2 separate regions of the Sus scrofa genome follow, and region 1 is linked to region 2. Evidence: chromatin contacts called from public HiChIP or PLAC-seq data. All regions are on one chromosome and are shown on one strand. Each heading gives the region's core, a stretch centred on a gene start, on an enhancer-like site or on the middle of the called end of the contact. The rest is flanking DNA. Distances are from core to core; before and after follow the strand shown. Region 1 holds the start of APRT (adenine phosphoribosyltransferase). Region 2 holds the start of ANKRD11 (ankyrin repeat domain-containing protein 11).

Evidence for each region. HiChIP or PLAC-seq counts read pairs in DNA pulled down with a chosen protein or histone mark.
Region 1: a contact with region 2 is called in an H3K27ac HiChIP or PLAC-seq map of alveolar macrophages. The contact joins the promoter of APRT here to the promoter of ANKRD11 in region 2. A contact is called at or near these places in 1 of 47 Hi-C or Micro-C datasets (liver) and 1 of 2 datasets of contacts at active chromatin or transcription factors (alveolar macrophages).

What each region holds. Positions count from the first base shown.
Region 1 is chr6:888,367-893,002 of Sscrofa11.1, reverse strand. APRT (adenine phosphoribosyltransferase) reads right to left here and starts at 2,731. Exons shown (of 4, transcript XR_002344435.1): 1 at 1,964-2,731; 2 at 468-1,861; 3 at 282-360; 4 at 1-137. GALNS (galactosamine (N-acetyl)-6-sulfate sulfatase) reads right to left here. Exons shown (of 14, transcript NM_213955.1): 14 at 2,866-3,741. The coding sequence ends at 3,655.
Region 2 is chr6:453,076-457,310 of Sscrofa11.1, reverse strand. It overlaps ANKRD11 (ankyrin repeat domain-containing protein 11), which reads right to left and starts at 1,455. Exons shown (of 14, transcript XM_021097042.1): 1 at 1,194-1,455.

The DNA.
Region 1 (4,636 bases), core at 1,482-3,981, 430 kb before region 2:
GAACTGCAGAAGGGAGAAGAAGGGCACGGCCCCCAGCTTCTCCCTGCCCTTCAGCGAGGTCAGCTCCACCAGGCTCACGCACTCTAGCACTTCGGCCCGCAGCTGGCCCAGCAGCTCACAGGCTGCACGCATGGTTCCTGGTTGGGGCGGGGAGGGTGGCATGGAGGTGGCCCCCAGCAGGCCGTGCAGCCCCCTGGGAGACCAGAGTGCCGAGACCCCGGCCTCCACCCCCACTGGATAACAGCGCCGCCAGGCCTGAGTGTTCCGGGGGGGAGCCTCACCGCCAGTGGCGAGCAGGTCGTCCACAACCACCACCCTCTGTCCTGGTTCCAGGGCGTCTCTCTGGATCTCCAGCTCAGCCTGCAAAGGAAAGTGGGCATGTGGCCCGCGGCTTCCCCCAGGCGGCCCTGCTGTGCAGAGCTGGCCGCTGGTGAGGGGCTGCTGCCTGGCCCCAGGTTCCAACCCACCCTGTTTCCTGGCTCTGTCAGCCCGGCCCAGCTCCTGAGCGTCTCAGCTCCCGGGTCCACGCCAACCTTGGCGGCTCCACTTGGGTCCACGGAGGCAGCCCTGCCCGCAGCCTTCTCACCTTCCCGTATTCCAGCGCGTACGAGGCAGACACGGTGGGGCCCGGCAGCTTCCCTCGCTTCCGGATGAGAATGCAGCCCAAGCCCAGCTCCTGGGCCAGGGAGGGACCAAACAGGAAGCCGCGGGAGTCTAGGCCTGTCGGCGAGACCTGGGGTGTTGGGCGGGCAGCTGTGTGGCAGGGCAGCACTGTTGTACCCATGGGTCAGGACTGGACAGTGACAAGCAGCTATCACCACACAGGACGTGTGCCTTTGTTAGCTCCAAAGGTAAGGCCTATGCCACCCCTCGCTTGGGAACGCTGGTGCTACCACGCACAGGGCGCGCTGGGGGCTGGTGAGCGGAGCTCGGGAGCCAGGCGGGGGCCATCCCAGTGCTTGGTAAACAGCTGTGTGGCCTTGGGCGAGTCCCTGACCCCTCTCTAAAGCTCAGCGGCACACCAGAGGTGGCTGCTAGCTGAAAGGCAGGGAGGGTCTGCCCCAGGAGCTCCCGGTCCAGGAGAGGCAGTGACCGGGCACCGGCACCGGGGTGGACCGAGCTGTGAAGGGGAAGCTCAGGGCCTCGGCCTCGCCCAGGAATGCGGGGAAGGCTTCTGGAGGCAAGAGTCCGCCACAGGATTCGCCAGTCGCAGCCTCTCCCTGCCTTCAGGCCAATACGGGGGCCCCTCAGGCCCTCCGGGAGCGACCGGAGGATCAGGGGCGGGGCGCTCAAGGAGGGACACCACCTGCCAGGGTCCTCCCAGGCCTGGGCTTGCCTAAAACCTTCCACCGGGGCGAGGGTCTGCGTGCGCGCAATACGCGATGACAGAAGGGGAACGGGAAAGCGGGCTGGCCCCGGTGGATTCTGGGCACATTCCCAGGGCAGTTCCCTGCGGCCCCACCTTTCCAGGGCTGGGGACCGGGAACCCGGGGGTGCGGGGCTACCACCCCTCTCCGAGCTGCCAGGGGGGGCAGCAGGCCTGTTATGACAACCCACACGCCTTCGCGGCCCCGGCGGGTTCCCCGAAGGACCCCCGACACGCCGCCCCCGTCCTCCCGCCAGCAGAAGCGGTGGGACCACCCTCCCCGCGCCTGCCCTGCCCAAGAAAAAGAGCCCCCGATGCTGCGCCCTCACGGGGCGTGACAGCGGTGAGCAGCCGCGGGGACCCGGCGGACGCCGGCCGCTCCACTTGCCCGCGATGTAGTCAATCCTGCCCCCGTGGGCCTTTTTCAGGTGATTCGCCAACAGACTGATGGAGGCGCGGAAGGAGTCGGGGTCCTTCAGGAGAGGCGAGATATCCCTGGCACGCAAGGACGGGCTTGGTGACTCTCAAGCCCACGCGGAACCCCCCGCGCCCCGACAGCCCGGGCCGCGCAGCCCCACGTGGCCCGGCTGCCCGTACCTGAACAGCACGCCGGGGACGGGGAAGTCGGGGAAGCTGCGGATACGCCGCGCCACTAGCTGCAGCTCAGGATCCGCCATCGCCGCGTTCGCGCGTGTCCTGAGCACGAGCGGCGGGCCCGGCGGCTCCGCGCCTGCGCAGGAGGGGTGGGCGGAGCGCCAGGGGCGCGGCGGGGCGCGAGCTCCGCGATCCCGCGCCTGTGCGGAAGGAGCGGGGCTGGGCGCCACGGGGAGGGGCTGCGCCCGAGGGGCGGAGCCCGCCGGCCCCTGGAGGAAGTACCGTATTTCATCGAATCTCAGGTGCCAGCCTTTTTGAGACTCGAGCTAGTTTCCTCAGAGGCGTCTCCGCCCCAGGGACGTCTGCGCGGGCCCGGCCGGGCTCTCGGGGAAAGCCTCATCAGGTTTTGTCCGAGTCGAGGGCGCTTGCTCGCAGGTCTTTGGTGTGGTTACGGCCGGCACCCCAGGTTTCGGGCGGGCACCGGCTTTCCCTTCCCTCCCGGGTCTCGGCTCAGCGCCTGCAGCGTTCTGCGAGGGGGGCGCGCGCACGGGGCGGATTGGCGGGGAGGCGGGGCGCATTCCGGGCGCGTGTGCACACAGGGCACGGCCCGGGCCTTCCCCCAGGAGCGCGCCGAGTGCCTGGGGAACCGAGGAGGGGTTCAGAGCAGGAGAGCGGTGCGGAAGCCTGAGGGGAGGGCCCGAGGCGGTGAGCAGTTCGAAGGACCAATGGCCTGGGCAGGGGCGAGGGAGAAGTGGAAGCCCTTCCCAGACCTGCTGGACTCTTGGGAGAGCGGGGGAGCGGGGGAGTGGGGGGGATGCTTGGCCCGGCCCACTCCAGCCCCCACCATACCAGAGGCAACAACTGCCCCCAAAGCGCATCTCACTAAAAAGAAAACAAACCAGAGCTAAAATGCCTGTTCCTGTATTCTAGAACTGCTTTTTCAAAATTTCCCAAGTCTTAAAAACAGCAGAGTTGGCCTGACAACCTGCAGAATGGAAATATGGTCCCCAGGCTTTCAGGGTGGGGTGGCTGGAGTCTGCACAGACCTGCCCAGGCTCATCGTCAAGCTTTGCCACCCTGGGCTCAAGGGGAGGAGGGCAAGCAGGGCAGCTGTGAGGCACTGACAGGCCCAGAGTGTGCTGGCGTCAGGGGTGAGGTGGTGGCATCAGCTGTCCCCACCGGCCTCGGGAAGCCTTGGCTGCCGAGGATCCAGGTCAGGGAGGATCTTGGTCTGCTCCCCCGTCCATGTTCACAAACCCCCATCATGGGGGGTGGGGCCAGGGCACCCCCCCTGCATAATGGCAAGGGGTGACACAGGACTGGCACAGCTACCCTCCTTGACACCACGGACTGCTGGGGCAGCCAGAGCAAGTCACACGCTCTGGGCCCTGGATCGGTCCGGCCAGGAAGGCAGGTGGAGCAGAGGGGGAGCCTGTGAGACAGGCAGCATCTGGTTCAGGGGCTGATGGCGGCCAGAGGTGGCAGAATCAGGCAGCCTGAATCCGGCAGGCTGAGAGGGAGTGACTCTAGGGCCCGGGCTCGCGCAGGCATGGCCTTGCAGGTCCCGCTGCTGGCTGCAGGTGGCGCAGGCTGGCACTGGGCAGGGCAGAGGGCAGCCCTGGAGCCCAGAGGCCAGAGCCTCTGGCAGCTGCAGGTCTGGGGAGATCCCGGACGTGGCTTCAGCCCAGCAGGTGCTAGTGGGGCCAGGAGCATTTTTCCGGGACAGATTCCGGGGGCGTGAGGCACTTCCCCAGCTTTTCACAGCCCGGGGGCGCCCAGTTCTGGGGAATGAAAATTCAGAAAGAGAACATGCAGTTAATTTAAGCCCTTCTGGACTCAGCAGTTCCCATTCCTGCCCCACCTCCACAGCTGTGGGGTGCAAGCCAGCGGGCACCGCCTGGAAGCAACCCAGCGCCTGAGGCCGGCGCAGCAGCCAGCAGCCCGCTGTTAACGGCCGTCTGCTGCTGAACAGGAGGGGTGAGCAAGCTGCGCACAGCCTCGGCCTCCACGGCCGCTGTAGCAGAGAAGGAGCCAGGCTGCTGAGGCGCTGGCCCAGACTTCCCAAGGAAAACTCTGCAGGCTGGGCCCGGATGCCCAGGGAGAGACTGCTTGTTGTGTGAGGGCTCCCCAGCACCTTCCCGGGCACACCTGCTTTGTGTGGCGATGTTTTCCCCGCAACGAAAGGGAACTCTCATGCCCCCGGGGAGGAAGCCCTCGTGGTGTCGCCTCGTCCCCCCTACCCAGGTGTCCCCGTCCACAGTCATCCATAGAACGGTCCCCGGCCAGGCCCTCAGAGGCTCCTGTGTTACAGAATCGGAGCTTCGGAGCCGGCGAGAGCCATGGGTCACGCCCTCTCCTGCCCTGGATGGTGCCAGGTGGCCCTGGGGTCACGCAGGCCACCCTGCAGGGCCGGATGTAGATCAGGAAGCAGAGCAGAGGGGGGCAGCGAGGGCGCAGGAAGCGGGGCTGGCGTCACGGAGGGGGTCTGCTGCAGCCCTGGGAGCAGAGGACACCACCGGAGCCCTCGCCGGCTGCTCCGGATAAGCGAGCGGGGCTAAGCAGGACTCAAGCGGGGCAGGGGACCGGGGAGGCTTTGCGGCGCACACGCCCACTCGGGGCGGAGGCCGTGCGCCTCTCCAGGGGCAGCGCTCACTTCCGAGCCTGAGCCCAACCTAC
Region 2 (4,235 bases), core at 206-2,705:
ACCCCAACGAAAGCAGAAAACCTTGATGGGGGACCAAGAAAAGAGCAGACCTCAAAAACATGAAGACTCCCCCCAAAACGGCAGAGATAAAAGATTTAACAACACAATCCCTCTTTAAGAGGGAATTGAATCCATGTGGCAGAGCCAACCTTACATATACATACATACACACACACACATACACACACACACACATACACACACACACACACACACACACACACACAGCTACCGCCCTGCCAGGGGATGATGAAATGAGGAACGGAAATTAACATTTCAGGCAACGTCTCACATTGTTCCTTGAGGCCAAGGGCTGCTGTTGCAGCCGCCGCCGCTTCCCTCCCCCCCCCGCCCCCCAGTCCCGCCTACCCTCCCCCCGAAACACCCCCGCGCCGCTGCCCCGCATTCCTGCCCCTCCGCGGGCCCACGCGCCTCCTGCGGCCCTAAAGCCCCCTCTCCCTCCAGGGCCCCGGCTCGCCCGCCCCCTCCGGCTCAGAGCCCAAAGCCGCCTGCTCCCATTTCAAAACAGCGATAATAATAGGGACGCTGGGAATAACAACTACGGCCCGCACCGCGAAGGCGCCCCTCCCGCGGGTCAGAGGTCTGCGGCCCGCTCCCCAGGTGCCCGGGGCCCCCTGCAGCCCCCCTGTCGGCCCCTCGAGGCGGCCCGGCCGCCCCGCCAAGGCCCCCTCGGAGCCCACCCTCTGCCCCTCCCGGCTGCCTAAGGACCCCCGGGTCCCCGGGCCCACCCGGAGCGCCCCGTCGGCCTCTCGAGCTCCCCAGACTCGCCCCAAGCCCACCCTCTGCCTCTCAAGGTTGTCCTGGGACCACCGTAGGCCCCCCCGGGTCCCCGGGCCCGCCCGGAGCCCCCAGTCAGGCCTCCGGGCCCCCCAGACCCACCCGCAGCCCCCCAGGCCCACCCGCAGCCCCCCAGGCCCCCAAGGCCAGCCTGGAGCCCCCCGGCGGCCCCAGGCTCCCAAGCCCGCCCGAAGTCAGCCGTCGGCCGTTTCGACTGCCCCCCAGGCCTTCAGGCCCGCCCGGAGCCCCATCGGCCCGTCAGGGCTGCCTGGGACCCCGGCCCCCAGACCCGCCGAGCCTGCAGCGCAGCTCCGCCCGGCGCGGGAGGCCTGCAGGCCGCGAAGCCGCCCCACGCCCCGCGCTCGTCCCGACCCCCGCGCGATCTCGGCTCTCACCGGTTCAGGCTCCGGCTCCGGCCCGCGGCTCAGGGGCGGCGCGCGGGCGAGGCCATGCAGCCCCGGCCCGTCCCCGGCCCGCGGCCCGAGCGGGAAGGCAGCGCGGGCTCCGAGCTCTGGCGCGGCGGCGAGGCGGCGGAGGCGAGTCCGCCCTCGGGCGGCGCCGTGGCGGTTGGGCGCTCACTGAGGGGGCGTCGGGCCGCGCGCTCGGCGACGCCTCCCCGCCTGGGGCCCTCGCTCCATCGCGCTCCGGCTCGGGCGGCCTCTGGCTCCGGGACCCGGCGGCGGCTGCGACGGCGCAGGCCGCATGAGACGCTGCCGCCCATTGGCCCGCCGTATCCGCCACCGCCATTGGCCCGCCGCAGTCGGGCTCAGGGCTGCGCACGTCACGGCGTCGGGGAGGAAGTGCGCGCGGGGCCAAGGGAGACGGCAAGATTGACAGCTTCTGGGACAGGCCGGGGCGGGACCAGAAGGAAGTCCCGGGACGGATTGGACAAGGTCGTACGACCAGGCGCACGGGACGCCGGGAGCAAGCAGCTTGAATTGGCTACCTGCATCGCGGAGGGGCGGGCCTTTGGTTCTCCGACGTGACGATTGGCCTTTCCAAGTGCCGGAAGCGGCAAGGGGAGCCGTCCAAAGTGGGTCTGGCGCGGAAGGCGCTGCAAGACAAGAACCGCGGTATCCACTAGGAGGTCAGCGGGGATTGGCCTGTAGTGCTCTGTCTGCTCACAGCAACTCGGTCTTGCTCTGGCTGCACCTGCTGCTAGACTAGGGGTGTTCCGCCGCCGGCCGCAGACCGACTCACCTCTCAGACCTCTTTTTTTTTTTTTGTCTTTTTTTTGACGTTTCTAAGGCCGCTCTCCAGGCATATGGAGGTTCCCACGCTAGGAGTCTAATCGGAGCTGTTAGTTAGCCGCTGGCCTACGCCACAGCCACAGCGACACGGGATCCGAGCCGCGTCTGCGACCTACACCACAGCTCACGGCAATGCCGGATCCTTAACCCACTGAGCAAGGCCATGGATCGAACCCGCAACCTCACGGCTCCTAGTCGGATTCGTTAACCGCTGCGCCACGACGGGAATTCCTCAGACCTCTTTCTTAAGGAGCAAATGGGAGACCCAGACGGTGCCCTCTCCTGGGGCCACGTCGGGACTGGACCAGGCTCTCACGCCTCTAGGCAGCTGGGTTTTGCCCTTCCCGTCCACAACCCACAGCTTCCCTAGGTGAAGGGACTCCCGACAGTTACAGCCAACCTGTGGGCCGACAAGCCTGTCTAAGATGTCCCAGGGATTGCTATATTTGCCATTGTAAGAATTAGCCAGTAGCAATCTCAGACTCCACCTGCTGTGCCAATCTCGATGGGAGGGAACTAAGAATTGGCATTTTTTATTTTGGTCCCTGATAATACTCATCCTTGGGAACATTTGAAAAACACTGACCTCAACCACATAGGGAATTTAAAGTAGGAAATATGAATACGGATGCAAGTGGCCTTGAAATAATCTGAAGTCATACTAAGACCAAAGAAAAGTGAAGTTCCACAGAAGCAGAATGGGTAGGAATACAGAGTAAAGACGTGCAGGCTAAAGGAAAAAGTTGTGCCCTTTAATACATTAATTCAAAAATATTGGGAGTTGGAGTTCCCATCGTGGCTCAGTGGTTAACGAATCTGACTAGGAACCATGAGGTTTCGGGTTCAATCCCTGGCCTTGCTCAGTGGGTTAAGGATCCAGCGTTGCTGTGAGCTGTGGTGTAGGCTGCAGACGCGGCTCAGATCCCGCGTTGCTGTGGCCAGCAGCTACAGCTCCGATTAGACCCCTAGGCTGGGAACCTCCATGTGCCACGGGAGTGGCCCAAGAAAATGGCACAAAGAAAAAAATTGGGAGTTTTCGGGAGTTCCCCTTGTGGCTCAGTGGTAACCAACCTGGCTAGCAACCAGGCAAACGCGGGATCAACCCCTGGCCTTGCTCAATGACTCAGTGGGTTAAGTGTCCGGCATTGCTGCAGTGAGCTGTGGTGTAGGTCACAGACTGGGCTCGGTCCCTGTGGCGTAGGCTGACAACTGCAGCTCCATTAGGACCCCTAACCTGGGAACTTCGATGTGCCCTAAGTGAGGCCCTAAAAAGCAAAAAATAAATAAATAGGGGGAGTTCCCGTCGTGGCGCAGTGGTTGACGAATCTGACTAGGAACCAAGAGATTGTGGGTTCAGTTCCTGCCCTTGCTCAGTGGGTTAAGGATCCGGCGTTGCCGTGAGCTGTGGTGTAGGTTGCAGACGCAGCTCGGATCGCGCGTGGCTGTGGCTGTGGCGTAGGCTGGTGGCTACAGCTCCGATTGGACCCCTAGCCTGGGAACCTCCATATGCCACGGGAGCAGCCCAAGAAATAGCAAAAAATAAAAATAAAATAAAATAAATAAATAAATAGAGGTTAGAGTTTCCATGTGGCACAGTGGACTAGTGATCTGGCTTATCTCTGTGGAGGCACTGGTTAGATCCCCGACCTGGCACAGTGGGTTATGCACCCGGCATCACAGGAAGCTGTGGCATAGGTCACTGCTCCTGCTGGTACTCAATCCCTGGCCCAGGAACGTCCATATGCTATGGGCGTGGCAGGCAGGGAGAGGGAAATGTTTATGGCGCGCCTGCTCTGGGCCAGGCAGTAAAGCAGACACTGGGAACAAACAGGAACAGCGGGTCTCGTCTCTACCAGCGCGTGATTTCTCAATAGGCAGGGAAAACACACAGTCATCAAAGAGCCATAAAAGTAGCTAGTTACAGACTGTGATGAGTGCTTTGAGAGAGAAACATAGGGAGTTATGAAAGAAAACACATCTAGGAGTTCCCTCGTGACTCAGCAAGTTAAGGAGCTAGCATTTTCACTTCTGTGGCGCAGGTGCAATCTCTGGCCTGGGAACTTATGCATGCCGTGGGCATGGCCAAAAAAGTAAATAAAATAAAATAAAATACTGAATTTCAAAGACCTAGTACAAAGAAGAAAAGAACATAGGGAGCTCTCGTCATGGCTCAGCAGAAACTGGTCT